Linked DNA regions of Sus scrofa: region 1 is linked to region 2. A link is a contact called in public HiChIP or PLAC-seq data. All regions are on one chromosome and are shown on one strand. The core of a region is the stretch at or near the end of the contact, and the rest is flanking DNA. Distances in the headings are between cores, read along the strand shown.

Region 1 (4,069 bases), core at 1,355-3,854, 280 kb before region 2:
AAGACTGTCAGCTTCAGAGACACTTGGGCATTCCACACCTCCCACTGGCTTTGGAACTCAGTCTCTGCTTGCTATAAAATTATTTAGAAACTGCTAGGGAAACCAAGAGGACCTCTCAGGCACTCTGAATTTTTGAAGCCTGATTGGACTTGCAGAATGACTGTAAATTATTACAGACCTAAGCTCAGCATTTCTTGTCATACTTTGTGTATGTGAAGGCGTTCCTTTGGTTCGTAACTATAACAACAAATTCTATAGCCCATTGTTCAGTAGCCCATGGGCTGCCTAATAATCACTACTAGAATTAATTTGTTTTAAACTGATTTACACTGTGCTGGCCTGCGCTTTGCTGAAGGGGTCCTAGCCTTATACCTTTGCAGGGACAGAAGTTGTGTTCCAATAGCCTGCCTATATTCTTAATCCTGTTTTCCACTAGTGGACTCCTAGAAGAAAGGGCTTTGTAAAGGCCATGGCAAATGACCTGTATAGAATATTATGGAAAAGGGTAAGGGATTTGGAGCCAGTGAACACAGGTTTGCATAAGTACTGCCATCTATTGCTGTGTGAGCTTGAGCACACCGTTTATATTCTCCAATTTTCAATTCCATCGCCTATGTAATAGAGGTAATAATTCTCTGTGTGTGTGTGTGCGTGCGCGTGCGCACGCGTGCACATGTGCACTCAGAACATTTGACTCCTTCTTTCTCCCTCTAAGCCCCACCCCAGATGCAAAACTATGGAACACTTCATGAATTTGTGTGTCATCCTTGCACCGGGGCCATTGCTAGTCTTCTTTGTGTTGTTCCAATTTTAGTATGTGTGCTGCTAAAGCAAGCACTGGAGATAATTCTTATGGAACATGGTTGTTCTAAGGATTAAGTGAAACAATGTGAGGAAAGCTTTGCTGAAATCATGAAGGACCATATGAATTTTCTTATTAGGTGCACAGGTGAGTGAACACCAAGCAGGTACATCTGCACGTTGATGAGGGTGGCCAGAAGGATATGTTAGAGACAAAAATCAAGTCTGTTTCCATGGTAGTTCTTCCACTTGGATGATGCTCACCCACCACAACCCTGTCTGTTACACCCACTCTGAAATGAGTAATAAGAACGAGGGGGGTAAAATGTAGCTTTGAAGAAAGAATAAGTAACTTTTCTCGGATATGTGCGTGGGGTGGGAGTTATGCAAAAGGAGGCAAAAGAACAATGAAATGAGTTGGGAGTAGGGCTAGAGCCCTCTCAGCATCTTTCCATCCTAGAGAAGGGCGCTCCTCTTGTGAGAGTCTTGGTTTCTCTGTGATCATGGGCAATAAACTGGTTCCTCATTGGTTACATGTGCACATAATTTAAGACTTTACTACCTAGTACTGTAAACATTTACTTTAAAGATGAGATAGGCACTTGGAGCTTCCTCTCAAGAGTTTTGATTCCTTTTATGTGTGTGCATGTCTTTCATTATAGGTGGTCCAAGCCACATTGTTACTTTAACACTTTGATTATGAGACAGATTTTATCCGTACATACTGATTGCAGTGGTTTTAATTTTTCCCGTGCCAGAGTTGGGGGTTTTGGGCAGGATTCTTTTTTGAGAGGGTTTTTTTCCTTTTCTTTCTTTTTTTCAGGAACAGAAAGAAGTTGCGGTCTGAACTGCTGGGCCTTTGAATGACAAAGCTTTTCTACCGCCTTTTAAAACATGACCTAAAGAGTTCCCATGGTGTCTCAGTGGGTTATAAACCTGACTAGTATCCATGAGGACAGGAGTTCCACCCCTGGCCTTGCTCAGTGGGTTAAGGGTCCTTGGTTGCGGTGAGCTGCGGTGTAGCTGGCAGCTGAGGCTCCTTAGCCGGGGAACTTCCATATGCTGCAGATGCAGTCCTAAAAAGAAAATAAATAAATAAAAACATGACCTAAAATCTGTATCCATATCTTTAAAAAAATATTTCAAGTCTGATCTTGTCTTCGTGTAGTAATAATGGGTATTATACAACTGTACAGAGAATAAAATATCTAGACATGAATAAATTCAACGCACAATAAACATAAGTAATAGCATAATAAATGCGAAAAAGTGTCTTATGATGATGATGTGGTTGAATTAAGTGGATCGGAATCAAGTGCAGGCTGCATATCGGGTTAGCTGCCCAATATTCTAAGACTGTTATATTGTGGACCGGAGGCCTCTCAGAAAGAAAAGCCTTCAGTGTAGGCTTTTAATGTTATCTCCAAAGGAAAATATACATATAATCACAGAGATACACTGACAGGACCAAGAGGCACTTGCCATACAACTTTAAATATACTGCTGTTTTTGTAACCTCATGTTGACATTTCCATGTCTTTTAATATAGGAAACGGAGACAAACAAAAAATTAGATGTCACAGACTCCCCCTCCTCCAAGCTGTTCCCTCTGAGTTACCATAGAAACAGTCCTATAACTAATATTTTATACCAGTGGGTTCTGGGGAAAAGAGGATGTAATCATGTTTCCAGGGGAGTCAGAAGAGCTAAATTATGAAAGCAAATGTCCACACTCTATGTAGGGCTGGGAGAGAAATCCCTTGTTTGACTTTATATTATACCCAGCTACTCTCAAATAAGCACACATTTGCTCATTCAGTGACAAGTAATATCGAAAGACAGCGTGGTGGCTTCCTGCTACCTCTTTCTTGAAGCAAGTCTTGTCATTTTACCTTCAAAGAGTGATATCATTTATGTATCCTGCCCCATTCTCCATGTTCTCTATGTATGGGGTATTTGGTTTGTTGCATGCGCTTCTTAAAACTGACAGGAATGTTTTCCTTAAGAGTTCAAGATCAAAACAAAGTGCTGATCACCTTTTTAGCTTTAGGGAAGAAGAAGTAGTGGTGTGTCTTACAAAACAAGGCATACCCTGCAATGTTTATTGCTTAATTATTCTTTGGGAAGCTTCCTATTTTGGCTCTATGTTTTAGCCCTGAGATGAAGTGTGAACAAAAGAGTTCAGTGTTCTTCTGGAATGGGACTCAAGCTTTACTTATCTCCTTCACTGCCTTTTCCTTTGTGTCAAAGCTCAATATCTGTCCTCTCCCTTCTAGAAAGCCTCATATAACCATGTCCTCTCTCCACAGCATAGCCTAGGACTGCTTGGCTCAGGTTCTCAGCATCCAACCTTCCAATCAGGGCTGCTTCACAGCAGAACTTTCCCTGAGGATGGTGCCTGCGGGGAATGTGCAGTGCCTGGTAACCCAGTGTCTGCCTCCATGCTTTCACAACACCTATTTCAGTTATTAGCATTTTTTTTTTTTAAGGACCACACCTGCAGCACATGAAAGTTCCCAGGCTAGAGGTTGAATTGGAGCTGAAGCTGCCAGCCCATGCCCTGGTCACAGCAACACCAGATCCGAGCCTCATCTGCAACCTACGCCATAGCTTGCAGCAATGCTGGATCCTCAACACACTGAGAAAAGCCAGGGATCAAACCCACATCCTCACGGATACTATGTCGGGTTCTTAACCCAGTGAGCTGCAATGGGAACTCCAGTATATTTGAAATATTTCTTAAAGAAAATGCTAAAATAACATTTATGGTCTAATGTTCAAAAGGAAATATTTTCCTGGTAGAGCCATTCATATTTTTCATCCATGGAATGACTGAACATACACATTTTAGCTTATTAACACAAACAACTCTAGATGTATCACCAAACCATTTCCAGCTCCTTGAAGATGTAAACAGTAAACTGTGATTACTTGCCAAATGTAGTGTTGTGATGCCTCAATAACAATAGGTTTTCTTTTAAAACTGCTTTGTGGCATTAAAAACATTGTGTTAAAGGAGGGAGGGCCAAACAATATCCACGACTATTAATGTCACATAAAGAAATAGAACCAGACATTGGTGCCTCATAAGTAGCACATGCCAGAACTTATGAAGTGTTTCTGTAGCAGGAGGAAGAAGACAAGTCCATGTGTGGCTGCGGCAGAAAACTGGGGATAGCAGAGAGGAAGCTGGGAGTCCAGAGCCATTATCACATCTAATCTGCATATACTCTTTTTTTTAATTTTTTTTAAAAAATGTGCTATAGTT
Region 2 (3,764 bases), core at 53-2,552:
TGCATATGGAAGTTCCCAGGCTAGGGGTCCAATCTGAGCTGTAGCTGCAGGCCTATGCCACAGCCACAGCAATGCGGACCAGAGCCACATCTGCGACCTATACCACATCTTCTGGCAATGCCAAATCCTTAACCCACTGAGAGAGACCAGGGATTGAACCCAAGTCCTCGTAGATACTAGTTGGTTTCTTAACCCAATGAGCCACAACAGGAACTCCTATCTGTGTTTTTACATAGCACAGATCTTGAAATGCCCTCATAATGCAGCAGAATAGTTGTGGGTTAGAAACATGATAGAATAAGGCAAAAAAAAAAAAAAAAAAGCTTTATTCAAGAGCAGTTTTTGTTACGGAAACTTCGGAAGTTTCAGATGTTGACAGTGGAGAGTTATAGCATAGAAATGACCAAAGAAATGTTAGTGATTTCTTTTCCTATTTTTAAAAATAAAATTTCCAAATCCATTTTTTGGATAATTATTTTATTTTTCAAAGGGATTAATACTTGAGGGGTTAACTAATTAAGTACTAGGTAAAACTGAGTTCCAGCTTAGCTGATACATATTTTTTTCAAAATAAATTTGGAAAGCAGAACACAAGGCATAAAAAAATGTATTACCTACTTTGAAGGGAAAAGACGACTGACTCTTAAGGTCACTGTGTAAAAATTAAAGAAGTCTGGAATGACTGAAACTATTAAGTGTGCTCTCTTGTCAGGACCTTTCACATACTCCTCTCACTTTCTCTCCCACCTCCTGCCCCCGAGCAAGAACCACCCCAGCCATTCCTACTCTATAGTCCTGGACTTAGGCCTTGGTGGGAAGCAGAAGCAACTCTTCTGGCATTAGGCCAGTGGCAGTGCCACTCTTGCAACCCCTGTGGCATATTCCTCAGATGAGAAATAAAGGAGTTTGTGGGTAGCCCAGATGGGCAGAAAGGAGAAAGGGAGAGCCACCTGTAAAGAACAATTGCATCTGATGTCACTTGTTCTTGGTTGAACCTGATTTTTATCCAGAAAATAAAGCCTGTTTTTCAGAGTGCTTTCTGAGCTCTAGTTGACTCCCGGGATATTTTCAATCTAATTTTTTTAAATTCAATAAGTCCACAGGAATTTTTTCAACCCTTCTTGTCACATGGTAGATATCCTATTGAACCATGTTTGTATGGAAGTAACCTGATTTGGATACAGAAGGAACAGGACTGAAGCAGTTGAGCAACAGGTTTTGCTTGGTTTTAAAGGTTACCTTGCACAATCTGGGCAAGGCATCCCATGATATAAAAGACTGTTCTGATTCAACCCGGAAGTCTGGCCAGACCACCCAGGGACTTACACAAGCTCTTTAGCCTCCATAACATAGGAATGATTTCACTGACCTCATGACACATGGCCTCTTGGATCCTGTGACCACTCTCAACTGGAGAATATGTGAAATAATAGCACTTGCTTTTCGCTATTTTTAAAGGACATTAATTCTTTTTAAAAAAGAAAAATAGAATCCAAAATTATAGACCAAAATGAATGCATGAACACAAAATTGAGAATGTAGAAATGATGCTAGTCCAAATAACAGTACCACTTTTATGTTGTTTTAAAGCAGCATATTTTGATTGTTTGATATAAAAATTTCACATTCCAAATAAACAGGTAAACAGTGAAACCTTCAAGACTCCCTTTTATCTTCTGTAATATCAAATACCAAAAAATAAGACTTAATCTGTTTCTAGATTTCAGAGAAATTTAGTTATATGACAGATACTATCTTAAATTCTTAGCAAAAACAATCTAAAATATTTTAAAATGATTTTTAATGTGTATATTAATCATTTTCTCTGAAGATCAATGTGCTAAATTGAGATTTATTTATTTCTCCCCAGGAATGTTTAATTTTTATTTACTGGGTCCAATTTTTGTATATGGAAGTTCAAAACTGTTCACTGTAACTACTGTTTCCTAATTAATCATCAACTCAATTCACATGAATAATGCAAACTTTTACATGCAGCTCTATCTACAACACTATACTTGTCTAGAGGAACCACCCATTCATTATAAAAGGATGATAGAGAATTCATGACCCTCATTACTACTTTTAAGCACATTCATGAGACTAATACATCAATTACGATAAATTAATCTTAATAGGTTGCTAAGGGCAGACCTATGCCTGTGATTTCGGGCTTATAAGCCTTTTCTAAATAAATTCTACTTAAAAAGTCAACTAGTTGCATCAAGAAATCAAATTTTTTCTATAAAACAAGATAAAATAAACTTTTTATTATTAAATTATTTCAAACTTACAAAAGAATTGCAAGACTAAGACAGGAGAATTCCTGATACTCTTTACCCAGATTCACCAATTTTTACTAGTTTGTTACATTTGCGTTAGGGCTTACTTTGTCTCTCCTGCCTCTCGTGTGTCTCCATCTATGTGTTTACATTTATAGATATTCTTTTACATAATTAGGAATTTTAACTTTAATACAATATCATAATCTAACATACTGCCTGTATTCAAACTTCACCAAAAATGAGTTTTATGGCAAATTTCTCCTAATCCAGAATCTAATCCAGGATTACTCATTGCACTCAGTTATTATATCTTTCAATCTCCTTAATATGGAAAGTTTCCCAGCCTTTCTCTGTTTTTCAGGACATTGAAATTTTTTTAAGAATAAAGTCTGTTTTTGGACTAAGAAGATGTGGTATGTATACTCTGAGATGTGGAACACTACTTAGCCATAAAAAAAGAAAAAATAATGCTATTCACAACAATATGGATGGACCTAGTGATTCTCATACTAAATGAAGTAAGTCAGAAAGAGAAAGACAAATACCATATGATATCACTTAGATGTGGAATCTAAACTATGGCACAGGACTTTTCCCCTCCCTACTTCCCTTGGATAATAAAAATGCAGCTCACCTAATTCAAGGAGCGGTGCTTCTTCTTCTTCTTTTTTTTTTTTTTTGCCTTTTTTCCTTTTCTAGGGCCGCTTCCCACGGCATATGGAGGTTCCCAAGCTAGGGGTCTAATTGGAGCTGTAGCTGCCAGCCTACACCACAGCCACAGCAACACCAGATCCGAGTCTATGACCTACACCACAGCTCACAGCAACACTGGATCCTTAACCCACTGAGCAAGGCCAGGGATCGAATCTGCAACCTTAAGGTTCCTAGTCAGATTCGTTAACCACTGTGCCACGATGGGAACTCCAGGGGGGCAGTGCCTCTTTGCCTGCCCATTTGTATCCCTTGCAAGCATCTTATCTTAATAAATTTATTTTTTGCCTATCACTTTAAAAAGATAAAATATGGCACAAATGAACCTATTACAAAACAGAAACAGATTCACAGACATGGAGAACAGACTTGTGGTTGCCAAGAGGAAGTAGGGAGGAAGTGGGAGGGACTGGGAAGTTGGGGTTAGTAGATGCAAACTATTACATTTAGAATAGATAAACAATAAGGTCCTACTATAGCACAAGGAACTACTCCTGGGATAGATCATGATTGAAAATAATATTTTCAAAAAAGAATGTGTGTAAAAAAATAATAAAAAAAAAAATAAATAAATAAAAATAAAAAAATTAAAAAATTAAAAAAAGAATGTGTATGTGTGTGTGTATATATAACATTACGGAGTCACTTTGCTATACAGCAGAAATTGGCACATTGTAAATCAACTATACTTTAATAATAATAATAATAAAAAAGACTGGTAAATGTTGGGGAAAAAAGAATACAGTCCATTTTAAATAGAATATCCTA

What was found. HiChIP or PLAC-seq counts read pairs in DNA pulled down with a chosen protein or histone mark.
Region 1: an H3K27ac HiChIP or PLAC-seq map of alveolar macrophages shows a contact between it and region 2. The contact joins two enhancer-like sites. A contact is called at or near these places in 1 of 47 Hi-C or Micro-C datasets (heart right ventricle) and 1 of 2 datasets of contacts at active chromatin or transcription factors (alveolar macrophages).

Annotation. Positions count from the first base shown.
Region 1 is chr9:102,902,371-102,906,439 of Sscrofa11.1, reverse strand. All of the region lies in intron 1 of CCDC146 (coiled-coil domain-containing protein 146), which reads left to right. Among named protein-coding and RNA genes, the nearest start is that of CCDC146, 15 kb to the left of the region's middle. Within about 2 kb of position 2,604, at least 4 of the 83 cell types and tissues checked have an H3K27ac peak or open chromatin away from gene starts, as enhancers often do. A contact at or near this core is called in alveolar macrophages, where this site is marked.
Region 2 is chr9:102,616,744-102,620,507 of Sscrofa11.1, reverse strand. No RefSeq gene overlaps it. Among named protein-coding and RNA genes, the nearest start is that of PTPN12, 55 kb to the right of the region's middle. Within about 2 kb of position 1,302, at least 16 of the 83 cell types and tissues checked have an H3K27ac peak or open chromatin away from gene starts, as enhancers often do. A contact at or near this core is called in alveolar macrophages, where this site is marked.